Regions from separate parts of the Columba livia genome. Here region 1 is linked to region 2. A link is a contact called in public Hi-C data. All regions are on one chromosome and are shown on one strand. The core of a region is the stretch at or near the end of the contact, and the rest is flanking DNA. Distances in the headings are between cores, read along the strand shown.

Region 1 (6,829 bases), core at 1,747-4,246, 170 kb after region 2:
CTTCCTTTCCAGACCTCTGATTTTGCTAATTTTCCATGTGCCATCTGCCCTTTCCTGAGGCACACCCCACACAGGGTAATGCATAGCTGTTGCTCCAATCCTGCAAGCAGTGATCTGCAGGCTCCCTGCATTTTCCTCTCTCTGAATAGAGGGGTTCAGCTTCCACCAAGATTTCCCTTGACAAGTTAAGCATTGCTAAGCACGAAACACATCTTTCCCTCCTCTGTCAGTCAGCACTGCAGGTTCTCAGCAGTCAGACACCTGAATTCTACAAAAGAAGATGTGCCAGGAGCATGTTCTCTTTCCCAAATATTGTTTTTAAGACATCTGAAACAACATACCTCTCATCTTGTCACCAGAAGTGAGCTCTCAGCTACTGAGAGCTTGCTTTTTCCCCTAACTTTAGAATATAGGCCATATAATAATTTTGAAATACCAAAAGAAAGCTCTGCACAAACATTTCCTGCTCCAAACAGTTGTAAAGTATATCAGATCATATCAGCAGAAATTCAGTGGTACTCAGTTTCAAGAGCCAGACCATGTCCAGATTAGACAGTCCATCAACCTGATCTTGGTGCTGTATATGTTACTGACTGAATAAATCAGGGGTTAGTGACACTTGGGAAAGGAGATAGATGATACATAGATACATAGGTAGGTAGGTAGGTAGGTAGGTAGATAGATAGATAGATAGACAGATAGATAGATAGATAAATGGAATGATATTATATAATGATGTGGCCCTTAACAAGAGGTTGTTTTTCTACGTCCATCAGGACGAGCCTCTTCAGAGACTTGCAGCACTTCCCTGAGCCAGCAGTCACAGATGTTTCTTCTGGGCTTGATAATGAGGCCTTGACTCTGTTTGCATCAATGTGTCTTCTTCAGCCATGACAGAATTCCCATCAATTTCACATCGATATTAGTGGGGACTGCAGTTGCCTTAGAAATAGGCTGAGTAAAGCTATATCAGAGCTTGGCTCTCACTAACTCCTTGCCCAACCACAGACATGCAGATGTTTGGGCAGGTGGGAGGGAGAAGAACAGGCAGAACAGTATCATATAGCATATATTATCACCATCTCTACTAAAAAAAGAGTTCTAATCATTTCAGGGAAAAAAGAGAAAGCCACTTATACCAATGGTGTAATAAAACTACTTATAAGTTACTACACTCTGAACAAGTTTCCTCTAACCTCTCCCATCAAAGGAGTTCAACTCACTTAGAGTTTTAAGCTTGCAAGGATAATTTGTCCTCTAAAATCTAGAGCAGTTACTTTTCTGTATAAAATTTATTTAAAACACTCCTTCTAAGTGAAGTGCTTCCACTTTGCTGGTGTGTGATTTGTTTGCTTCATGTTTGCAATGAAGGTGACATTCCTAATATCCTGAAAACAACCACAGAAAAGTAGACACAAAACTGTGTCAGAGAAACTCCTTTACTTCTTTGTCTCACCCCCATATGTAATAATTTTGACCCTCATATCCTATCATGTTTATATTCAGAGGATCAGCAATAGCAAGCACACAAATATTTCAGTGCCCATCATTGTTTGCTTGTTTGTGTTCCTGAAAGAAACAAAGTGGTGGGAAAGTTAATTGTAGTAGGAGCAGCACTTGGAGCAAGATGATTTTCAGCATATGTTCCTCTAAGTACAATATTAGAGGCCTTTATACACGAGTTACCAACTTAAAAATCTTGAAAAACACACCCAAATTAACTTTTACTGTTTAGCTCGTGATATGAAGGACCAACCCAAAGCCCAACTGCGAGATCAGTAACCACTAGGGTATCATTAGGGACCAAAAGAAAAAAAAAAAAATTACGATTTTGTGAGTATCATGCAAAAAGGAAGAATTCTGTTTGAATTACTCACGTAACAGATGTTTGCTAGGATCCACCATGCAGCCTGCATACACAGTTATGCTAATTTGGCACTGTTTCCCTTCAAGTTAGCTCTGAGTCATTAGAGCACGCAGCTAGTAGGTCCTTCTGTCTAACTAATAATTGCCTATTATTGATATTAATTAACATTTTTTGCACCTTCCCTCAGTTTTGACCTAGTATCTGTTGGTAGTCTAATCACAGTGGCCTATTAAAAGTCAAAATACAGAGGCCTATAGCAGTCACGAGCCATTTATCAAAAAGCAAACAAGGCCAATTAAACAGGCAGCCAGACAGTTGTCTTGATTTGCCGCTGACTGTTTCTTGATCACCATTATAAATTGCTAATCGGGCAGAAAGTGCTAAACAGTGCATCTGCAGGGGGTGGTTATTGCTCATTCCCTGCCTGGTGACAGGTGAGGGAGGCTAGTGATGGTCTTATTGATGTGAACTCCCCATCAGTTGGTAGTTATTGTTAAAGTTCATGATGCTACAGCTGATCCTTTCCTGCTGAGAGTCAATCAAATTAATTAGTGCCAGAAATTCTTCTGTATTATTCTAACACAGAAATACAGGAAGAACATACTGTAATTTAGTTCTAGAGGCACTGGGAAAAAATCACCGTGTATTACAGAGTGGGGGGATAAAAAAAAAAAAAAAGCAAGAAAAAAAATCAAATATTGCTTCTTCCATTATTTTATAATAAGGGCTGCGGCTAAAGGTTTTTATAGCCACAGATCAAGAGATCATAATAGAAGCATATTGACAGATTTTTTTTCTGCAATACTCCAAGGAACTGGCTGTAGCAGGAAAATATATCAAAACCTTATCATCAGAGCTGAGATCTTCTGTGAAAAATCAATAAAGAGTTATACATGGTTTGAGTTTAAACAGTTCTCTGTAGTCATTTAAACATAGTGCATCTGTGCAGGTTTTTACCTCTGGAGACTGGTGTAGCCTAGCAACTGCAAGGCTTAAACCGATTAACTACAAATGAAGTACTGTACGCCTATCAAAGCAATTGCTCATGGTTGCCTTTGTTGCAGGGGCTGAGCTAATTGAACATGATACAGTATGAAGATAATTAACACCCATGAGTTTGTTAATTGTCTGTTAGCGTTACACCGTAGTCTCTGCATATCTTTTTAACTTGTTCTTCTGCAGCATCTTCCTCCCTTAAAAGGGTGCAGGACTCATTTAGTTGGCAATGATATCTTATAGTTTATTAACCCTTTTCAAAGGAAAAAAAAATAACCCACATGTAGTAATGAAGCAAACGTATGCTCTAGTCAAACAAAAACTCCCACTTAGCTCAAGCAATTTACAGGGAGAAGAAATTTGGTTTACATAGACTGTACAAAATATGTTTATTTTCAGGGCTAATTTGTTTCAAGTGATTTAGCCATTATAAATACTTTAAAATATCTTTTGTGGGCTGCTTTTATGACTCAGCTGCTCTCCCTTCTAAAGCGAACGATAAATGTCTTTTAGGGTTGGAATATTAATTGAAGGCAGCATCTGGTCAGCAGCTGACCTCCCGTACTTGTCTTTGTTGACTACCCAGTTAAAACTAACAGCTTATTTGCTTTATTTACCAGCTTCCCTTTCCATTCTGGGGGTGGAGGGCTAAGCTCAATTTTATTTATGCCAAAAGGTAGTGCCAACTAATATAAAATAAAATTGATTTTCCACAATCTATTAATCTGAAATAGATTAAATCTGAGCAAATTCCTTTTAAATGGGTTATAGTGCTTGGGAAAGTATTTCCTTTATTATACTATCTTCTGGATTTGTGAAGGATGTATATGAAAGCTCATAAAGACTATGTAATGCATGCCATAAAATTATATAGGACATTTCCTTATAAGGAGGCAATGCTTAAAGCGAAGCAAAATATAAGCAAATTAGGTAAAAACAGTGGCATTTGGTTGCCATAGGCAAGTCTCTGATGTTTAAGCTCCACTTTTCCAACACTGAATGTAAATGTCTTGGTTGTGTCACAGTTGTTTAGAGTAGATTTTCTTAAATGATCTTGGGTTTCTGAGCTGTTACTGTCATAGTTAATTCTTGCAGAGAAGCTGTTCCCCTGAGAAACACTACTAGTGCCCAATTACAAGTTCCATCATCAATCATAAGTATTATTTATTCAGCAAAATGAATTGCTAATTAATAACTGATGAGCATTATGGCCTTGAAGTCTGTAACACTATTAATTACCTTGGCAATTGGGATTCTGCTGGTGAAGGACTACCGAGCACATTTTCCCAACAATTAGTACGGAAGATTACATGGTGCATACCTGCTATGATAACAAGGGGGTGATGATCTCTAAGGCTTTTAGAGAGCCATGTAGCGTCTGCGAAGAATAAACAAGATTACAGTCCTACTGCGCCTGACTGTATCCTTGAAATTGTTCAGTGACAAAGAGAAAACTGTTTTGTACAGCATGTCAACTGGAAGATTTGGCATTGCCTCCTAGAAGGAGTGTTCCCACACAGAAGCAATGTGGCAGCAGTATGCTCGGGGTAACGCTGCTGCCTTATGCCTGGTACCCGGGGCTGTTTGGAGTGTGGAGTGTGGTGATGAGTACACTGACCCGCGACTTCAGACCTCCAGCAACTGCCACCTACATGGTCTCATATACATTAACATCACTGTAAAACTGAATATTTAATGAGAAAAGAAGAACACAATCCACATAAAGAGCAGCTTTTCTGGTGACTTGGGTATTCACGATTCTGATGCTAATGTTGCTCTACAAGTTGGTGATTTAGTCCCAGTCCTCCTCCCAGCCATCTTCTGCTTACTCTTCTACGCCTGTGCCACCTTGCATTTTGAGGGTAAATTCCTTGGGGCAGAGAGTGCATTTATATTTGTCTGTAAAGTATCCAGAATACCTATGGAGCTGTACAAACAATTTGAATGTTGCCCAATAAACTGCAAGACTAAGATCAGCTCCTGCCACAACACCAAGATTTCTTTTCTGATTGTCAATAAAAAAGTTAAGCTACTGCAAGAACTCAGCTAAATTCCTAGACTATGTGATAGCCGCATTGTGATAAAGACCAAAACTATTACTGTGGAACACAAAAGACTCTAATGTGGTGTATGCCCTATAAAAACACAATTTCCAGCTGCAATACAAAAGTAAAGCCCTATGCAAAAGCCATCACATTTGCATCTGTTTTCTTTAAAGTGCTGAAACAGGCTAGAGGATGTTGGAAACGTGCTAAGTCTATCTTTTCTGGACTGCTTTGATAGCAGGCTGGTGGCCAGCCCCTATTGTCATTTTAACTCCTTACTCCAAGGCTAAAATTTGCCAAACAGGAAAATCAACACCAGTTATTGTACCATGCAGCAAGGAGATGTCTGCCATCCCATCAAGAGGGGGATATTTGCTGCAGTCATCCAGCATGAAGCTGGTAATGTACACTGATAATGATGAGGTAATCTGCTTTGTTGGAAATCTTGATGTACTAGACAATTTTGAAATAGCAAAGCAAAAACCCACTAACTCGATCTTGTTCATCACTACAACTGTCTTTATGGGAAGCTTTCCGAAGTTTGAGCCCAGATAGTATGTTTCTGATTTGTGTATGTGAAGTGAAAAAGAATAAATATGCTCTTTTCTGAAAACTTACACTGTAACAGCAATGATCTCTGTGATCCTTGTCAAGAGAAATCTCTTTGTCTCCCATGGATGGTTTACACATAGACAATTTTATTTGTAGATAGGGAACTTCTGCTGCTTCTGAAACCAAATGGTTTCTACTGAATGTCAAACTACTTTTTATCTCTGTATCGGCTAGCTGTAAAACTCAAACAAAATCTTTTGCCTAAGGATTGTCTTTAAATATATACATATATGAAAATTATAGTAGAATATTATGGAAACCACACATCCTGACATAGAATATGGAAAGAAAGTTTCTTGCTTATGACAACTGCCTTCATGTGAAATGCAATACATCACACTTAACTGTAAATGCTATCAGTTTTCCTTTCATCTTACTAATTGTTAAGCCTGCTTGGATCTGTTCTTACGACATCGAATTTTGTGAGGTAAAGAGTGGAGAGTGACCTGTGCTGCAGAATAAGACCATCACCTCACAGACCACCACTTTTCCCAACTCAGCAATTTGGGAATCAACCAATTTGGAAATGCTTCACTACAGGAAATCTTTGATCATCATATGTTCATTTTCTCTTGTGCTGTGATGTAAAAAAAAACCAAACAAACAGGTAAAGAAGAGGTGACTTCACTGGTCAAGGATACGAACACAGCCTGTGCCAGGTTTTTCTCCCTCTACCCAGAACAGTCCTCCACTGTTCTTTTTTTTGGCAGGCCCTATTCTTTCTGACACCCTGACATATCCTCACATCATGACAGCATACCATAAAAATAAAAGTCTGGAAGCAAAACAGCTTTAACAATATTTTCCCATCTGGCTTCATTTGTTTTAACTTGTGATCTGGAGAGAGTGAGGAGCCTTGGCTGTGATCTCCTGGGATATCGCCCAGACCCGGGCCACTGCCAGGAAGTTTCCCCAACTGAGTCCCAGTCCCAGCCTGATGCACATCTCTGTGCCTACAGGTCCTGAGGACTCCTGAACAGGCTAGCTCCCTTCTCCTAGTAGTGGTGTGCTTATCTCATAGAAGATATATACATATACATACACATATCTGTATACACGTGTGTATATACATGTGTGTTTTGGAGTGTGCCACCAACTCCAGAAGAGCAGCTACTGCTGGAGCAGATGGTGAGCAGGAGCATTGCGGTGCCCATCAAAGCGCGGCCACATTGTTGTGTCGGCTGCTCGGGAGCACAGAAAACTATGTTTGAGTTGTGCCAACAGGAACCCTGGAACCCATAAACTTGCTCAAGATACAAAAAGCTGTGATACATATTAGACAATAACAAAAAATGATTTATTTTAGTCA
Region 2 (6,928 bases), core at 1,069-3,568:
TCCAGCGGGGTGTGCCAAGTCACAGCAGGACCTGAGGAGTGTTTGTATTCAACTGTGGCAAGAGCTTTATGGAGATTTGCCTTGTATATTGTGCACTTGCAGACAAGCGGGATTTCCAGGGCCCAGCGGGGGCTCCCCCGTGTTTATGCTGAGGTGGTTAGCTAGTTGGCAAATTGCTTTGGGCCAGAAACCTGTGACAGAGGAAAATGTATTGCATTAGCTTTTCTATCAATAACGTCTTAACGCTGACTTATAACACAATTGCTTTCATGCTGATCCGGCCTCCTAATTTTAATTTTAGGATTGATTCAGTTTTGCAATCAGGCAGCTTTGGTGATACTGGAAAGAAAAGCCCTTTCTTCCTTCCCTAGAAATAATATGCTGTTAAAGATACAAGCAACAAAGTATAAAAAAACTTCACTCTAATAAGCCATTGACTACTACATATTTACATCAATTTGGGAAACATCTAATCCTTTTGATATATATGCTGTTGTAATTTTAAGAAGACTTAAAATAATTTATTCTTTTAGATTTTACTCTGCTGTACAGTGGAGTAGCATTTTGCAGGACCACTTGAGTCTTGTAGGATTTTTAGTAGATTTGTAAGAGATCCAAAAAAAGGAGGGAACTGCCATTCTCAGCAGACAGAAATGCTAATTTATACTTTTGTGGGGGTTTTCATTCAGTTACTTCCAAGTGCTACCCACATATTATGAAGTGATTCTGATCTTGCTTACACTGAATGTACCTGTTCTGTGCAATAGTGCAATTTGACATCAAGAGACACTCCTGGCTGAATTAAGACTTACATCAGCGTAAGAAGTAAATCTGAGGAATTTTAAGATAAAAGTAATATGAGCTACAATTTAACATTATTTAGAAAAGTAATTTAGGAAGAATTTTATATCTTTAAATTACATTTTAAAATCAATTAAAAGATAAAAACTATTTAGATATCTCAGAATTTGAGAGAAAAATGAATATTTATATGCCAAATAGAAGCACGGGCACACCACAAGGCTCTTTCAATTTAGGACACTTTGGGACTCCTCAGATAAAGCCTGCTTTCTAATAAGCTTAACTACCCAACCGCCTGACTTTGAAGTCCTTTCACATGAAACATTCCCGCAGCTTGTATGGGGAGCTGCGCACACAAAAGATCGGCAGCAGAACGCATGTTTGTATATTTGATTATATTTGTATAGCAAAGACATATATATATAAAATGATATAACACTTTTCATGAATTGAGGCAGGAAATAACAGCTACCAGCGATCACTGTACAAAATAAAAAAATGCTTATTATATAATACCCGGCATCTTAGATCACCTTATTAAAGACAAATGGGTTTGGTACTCCAGCGGTTTGTACAGTGATTCCTACACCCATTTTTAAGCAATTTGGTAGTGCTGGTGTAAATGACCACATGTGGGCTGCACAAATAATAACACAGAAGGGATGCAGGCTTGAGTATTCTTATTTATATAATCACAATTAGGCAGTACTTATGCCACGCATGATAATAAAACAGGATTTTGCCAAGATAAATTCCTTCAGCTAACCCAGATCTGTTCCAACGCTGTGGATACTATTGTAATCTGCATGCTCTCAATGAGCCGGGCTACACACTGCCAGATCGAGGATTTCCTGTGCTGAGATATCACTAGAAGAAAGGCAAAGTTGTGCCTCTATTCGGTATGTTCCCTCACCGGTCGTAAAAATATTGACTTGGCATTACTAGTTCAACACGGGGCAACGAGAGCCTAGGCTTGACTGCCGCACTACGGGAAGGGCAGGCACACACCTGAAAAAAACCCCACCAAAACCAAACCAAAACACCCACAAAACAAAAAACCGAAACGAACAAACAAACAAACAAATACGAAACATTTTAACAGCAGAAATCTGAATGTTCAGCTATGTACTTTGGGGTGGCTCATGTTTGGGACTCCCTCCACGCCCCGAGCCCGGCTCCCGCCCGCGGCAGAGCGGCCCCGGCTCCCCGCCGCCCTTGCCTCCCGCCGCCGACAGGGGTCTCCAGCGCACCGCAGAACCGCGGGCCGGGCAGGGATGGGGCCGAGCCGAGGCCGGGGCCGGGGCCGCAGCGGCGGCCGGGGAGGGGCGCGGGGCCGGGGCCGCGGGTTCTGTCTGCGTGCGGCTGTTCGCAGCGGCTTTGTTGTGTTGCCATCAGGCGCTGCTTTTTGCGCGTTTAAAAGCCGGAGCGCCGGGTTTTGTCGTTTTGGTTTTGTTTTTGTTGTTTTTTTTTTCCCCCTAGGAAAGGAGCAAGAGCAGCCGCTTGGGAGGGAGGGATGGCTTTGGTCTGAGGCAGGGTGAGGACCCAAACTTCGGTAAAATTTAACATTCCTGATACAGAACGAAGTAAAATCGTGCATGGCTTTTCTCACTCAGCGTGTCAAAGCCTTCCTCTTTCCGTTTGGACTAGCCAGCTCTTTCCAACAGATATAATACTGGTACTTTAGCGTTCAGGCAACAGAAGGCAGAAAAACTCATTATGTTATAAATGATAGTAAATATTAGTGCCATTTTGTTATATGAACAAGATATTTGAAGTTAGTTAATTTTTAATGCACAGAGTTTTGGTTCTTTTTTTTAAAATACATTTTTATTTTTAATTATATGATTGGGGAAGACAACTGTCCAGAAAGCTTAGGGCATTTTCCAACTGGAATACAGCTCTATAGTCTGTGACAATATACAGTGGTTGATGAGTTAGTTCTAGAGGCTTCTGAATTTTAATGATGTTGGAGATGATATTGTGTGTCCTTCAGCTTGTTAGAGTGACACTAGCACTCCATAAATCATAATACCTGTGTATTGTAAAATCAATACAAAAGTGCTATCTCAGCACTAAACCTTAATAAGTTTTTCAGTGCTCTAAGAGCTTAAACTTTGCTGTAATGCTATTGGACCTGTAGGTTAGGATCAGAGCATGCTTAATTTGTTTTGTAATAGAGACTTTTCTTTAATGAAGGACCGATTAGTAAAGCTTTGGTTGCCACTCTGGTGATCAGTTGGCAGAACAGCCTCCGCAATTAAACTCATGTATCTCTGTCCTGAAGCAAAAAAGCAGGCTTAAACAGTCAATAAATGTTAATCCAGTCAGAACCTGTCTGTGCCTTTGAAGGCTGCCCATGAGGGGTTTTTCAAATCACATTTTTTTCATCTTGTTTTAAATATGGAGGTCCCCATAGAGCTGGTACGTAGTGTACAAGGCCTCCCACTGCTCTGTAATAAGATCTGGCATACTAACAACATTCTGTACAGATCTGTCATCTTTAGGTTTGTTTGTCCCTCCCCATCCCCTCATACCTACCTCTACAGTTACTGGTTATGAAAAAAAGCAGCCATCACATTTTACATTTCCTATACGTGAGAGTAAAAAGGCTGCTTTAAAAATCTTTCTACAAAACACGTTACTGTGGATGCGTACAATTTTCATAATTTACAGATATCTTCCTCAAACTTTTTTCTATTATTATTTGTTTCTTTGTGGGGTGATACTCAGGGGAGAAAGTTTATATTTATACATAAACTGCAAAGCATACGCGGGAAGTGTGGAGCTGCCAAACAACTACACTTAAAGCAAGCAAAAAGAAAAGTTGAACCTTATCTAGATTGTTGTTGCTCTCTCTAGGATACGCTTCTCATGAAATGCTGCCAGATATTTATCTAATTCTGTTTTTCATTCTTGTCTGCTTGTTTTCTTTTCCTACGAACAGGATTAAAAAAAAAAAAGGCAAGTTGATAACTAAAAGCAGAGGGAGGGTTAGCAGAAAGTTGGCTGATAGAGTTGGGAGGGTAACATGGGTGAAAGAAAGAGGCAATTCCCAATCTTTAAATGCTTTCCATTTGGGGAAACACAGCTCTTGCTATGAAGTTCATTTTCTTCTACTTCCCAGGCTATTTTCTATCTATCTCTTTAAGCTGCATGCATAGCTGTACATAAAGCATTAACATATACAGGAGAGTGCATTAAATTTAGCCTAATCATAACTGGCATCCCTTTTATGTTGCTTTGTATAATTTAGCTTTTGCTCTTCATTTGGAGACTGAGAGCTTCAAATAAAAAGATGAGGAGACTTGTATGAGCCACTGGATTGAAAATGAAAATTTTCTACTGGAGAGAAAGAGAGGGAAAAGAGGGATACCAGTTTCTTTTTATAAAGGGCCAAATTCATCATGAGCACAATACTCTGACTTCCCTTGGCCACTCTGTTCCCTGCAGTGTGACCTGGGAGGGTTCAGAGGACACAAAATGACAAGATCAACTCATGATGGCCTTCTGGACAACACAGTTGGTACAGCACAATCATGCAAGGTTTCAGCAAGGGCAAGCAAGAGTGCCAATATTGTGATGGGATGTTTGCTGCTGTGTCCTGTCGGCTGTCAGAACAGTGCAAACTGCTTTGGTTTAAGATGTGCCAAGGAAGTAATGGCTAAGTATAGCACTGTAGGCACAATTATTAACTACATTCTTATTACTCATAGATATGAATATATACACACATCTTCCATGTTTACTGGTTTGAAGTGATTAGGTTGTGATGAAGTATATTTTCAGATTTTTTTTAAATACAAACATATACATTTAAAAAACTACCACTTGCCCTTCTATTTTTTTCAAGCCCTGTCCTATCGGGAGAACCATCACAGGCAGTGAGAGAAGTCGTGGTGTACCTGTCCAGTGTATGTCAGGGTCATGTTCAACATGAGGTACACATTTAATAATAATTTGAAGCTGAGGTACAGCAAGGAATATATTTTGCCCTATCCTTTGCTGTGTTTCCCATTTTATTATACTAGATTTTATCTTAGGTTTTGATCCTTTAATTCAAACCAGTTTATGATACAGGTACTTGCCCTGACTCACATCTTGTGCCACCTCCAGTTCCGGCCCTCCATATGTATTTCCTCCAGCAGCCAGCATTATGTAGCCAAGATCTATCTTGATTTTTGTCTTCCTTCACCCTTCTGAGATCTCAGCGAAGTCACTGGCAGCAGACTTTGGGTTCCCATTCAGCTGGACTGTGTGCGACCTTGCAGAAATCATAGAGGAGGTTCTTGCAGAAATACAGAAATCACAACAGCAGTCTGCAGGTTTTGATTAATTAAAAATATGAACAGGGTCTGGAAAGAGGAAAAGAAAAAAAAGAGTCAAACACCATCTTTCAAATAAAATACAACAAACAAAGAGATTCCAAACAGGCAAAGGAGATCTTTAAATATTGGGAAGTTCTTATTCAGTGCATGAAGCTATGGAGGCCAGGCAGTCCTAGGCAATAACAGAAAAAAAGCATGGTTATTGATGGCCTGAAGGTCCTCCTGATCCACAAAAGACATTTGCAAATGATGATCTTGAATCATAACACATTAATTGTTGCTTTTTTTTTTTTTCCCAAGTGGGATGTGATGATAAAATTTTTGCATTCTTTTCATTTCATTTTCCAACACCCTACCACAAAGAGCTAGGCCACCAGTTCCTGACTGCACTTCATTAGTCATGTAGTTTAGTGAGCACACCCCCAAATTTAAGAAAAAAGGACTTGAACCTGCAGTCTGCTGGGCACAGCCAAAAGGGAATCAGAGCAAGCAAACACATCTTTAAAAAAAAGTACACGAAATATTTACCATCACAGAAGATCTGCTAAAACATAAAGAAATGCATATGGCTTTTAAAGAGAAAGACTGTCTTCATGCTCATGAGGTCTTCTAATAAGAAAAGCAGAAGTGAGCATGAGAACGGACAAAGACTAGTAGTGTTGACCTGGGGCTTTTGACCCATGACTGTCTATAAAATCCCCTCTAGATGTTCTCTGATGTATCTGCTCACCTAGTCCTGCATCATAATTAAATGTGAACTAATTCTGTAAGAAACAGAAGTTCAGATGAGCAGAACACTGATGTTGGTTTCTCAGACTGGGTCAGGGAAACTGGCTTCTGACCACATGGTTACAAAGCCAGCTGTGTAGGGTCAGTGGAACATAACAGGATTAGGGCAAGGTGCATTCTCTCTCAGTTCAACAAATTCAGTTTGTTTATTTTAAAATGTGTCTGGATAGCGGGCCGGAATTTTCTTCTGGAGGAGTAGAGTGGTTTCTCTAAGGCAAGTTGTCTGTATAAGCTGGGACTGAAGGTGGGTTTGGGAGAGAGGAGATGCAAAGCACTAGCTTTTGTGCACTTTCCACTAGGTTCTAGCACTTGCTGAACAACAACTGCATGATCACAGCCAGAGTGTGACAATTATTGCAAATGGAAAAAATCAGAAAATTTAAACAGGACCTCACGGTGGCAAATGAAATTCAGTTTGTGCCTGGATAAGCATGTGTATGGCTCCTGTTCCTCCTTCACGTGCTTTCCCACTTGCACAGCATTGAGACTCCCACAGGTGTAGGTCAAAGTTGCACCAGCTATTCAGGGTGGGTGCTACCCTCAGCAGCTGGAAGGAGTAAAAAGAAATCTGGAAGAATCCTCATGTGAGCCACAGTGGTCTGGGCAGCCTCTGTAATTGTGAGACTCAAAGACTCTCCCAGAAATTTAGGAGCCTTTGCCTGTTGTTTCAGTGGACTCCCATGGTCACCTTGGGTGGCTGCAGAAGGTGAAACTTTAAGTAGACTATGGCCTTATAAAATATCAGCACACACATACTTGAAAGCCTAATGATCGGTTTAGCTTGGCTTAATTGAGTTTATGTGTTCAAGGATATCCTGTCAGCTACTCATGGAGAAAATTAAAGCTGGAATAAAATTCTGCTGATCTGATGAAGAGCCTGAGCCTACCTCTGTGTGAGAGCCGGCTCTCTTAGCTGACTCCTTGTACTCAGAGAGGTGGGCTGAGAGCGTCAGCTCTTTTTTTGGGGTTGTGACAAAGCTCTGTGCTCCTGAAGCTGGTGAGTTGGCTCAGTG

Evidence for each region. Hi-C and Micro-C count contacts between places; a contact is called where the count stands out from the background.
Region 1: a contact with region 2 is called in a Hi-C map of crop, with 3 times the contacts expected there. The contact joins two enhancer-like sites. A contact is called at or near these places in 2 of 2 Hi-C or Micro-C datasets (crop and liver).

The regions. Positions count from the first base shown.
Region 1 is chr7:23,416,740-23,423,568 of bColLiv1.pat.W.v2, forward strand. No RefSeq gene overlaps it. Among named protein-coding and RNA genes, the nearest start is that of LNPK, 72 kb to the right of the region's middle. Within about 2 kb of position 2,997, at least 1 of the 3 cell types and tissues checked has an H3K27ac peak away from gene starts, as active enhancers do.
Region 2 is chr7:23,246,998-23,253,925 of bColLiv1.pat.W.v2, forward strand. No RefSeq gene overlaps it. Among named protein-coding and RNA genes, the nearest start is that of ATP5MC3, 70 kb to the left of the region's middle. Within about 2 kb of position 2,319, at least 2 of the 3 cell types and tissues checked have an H3K27ac peak away from gene starts, as active enhancers do.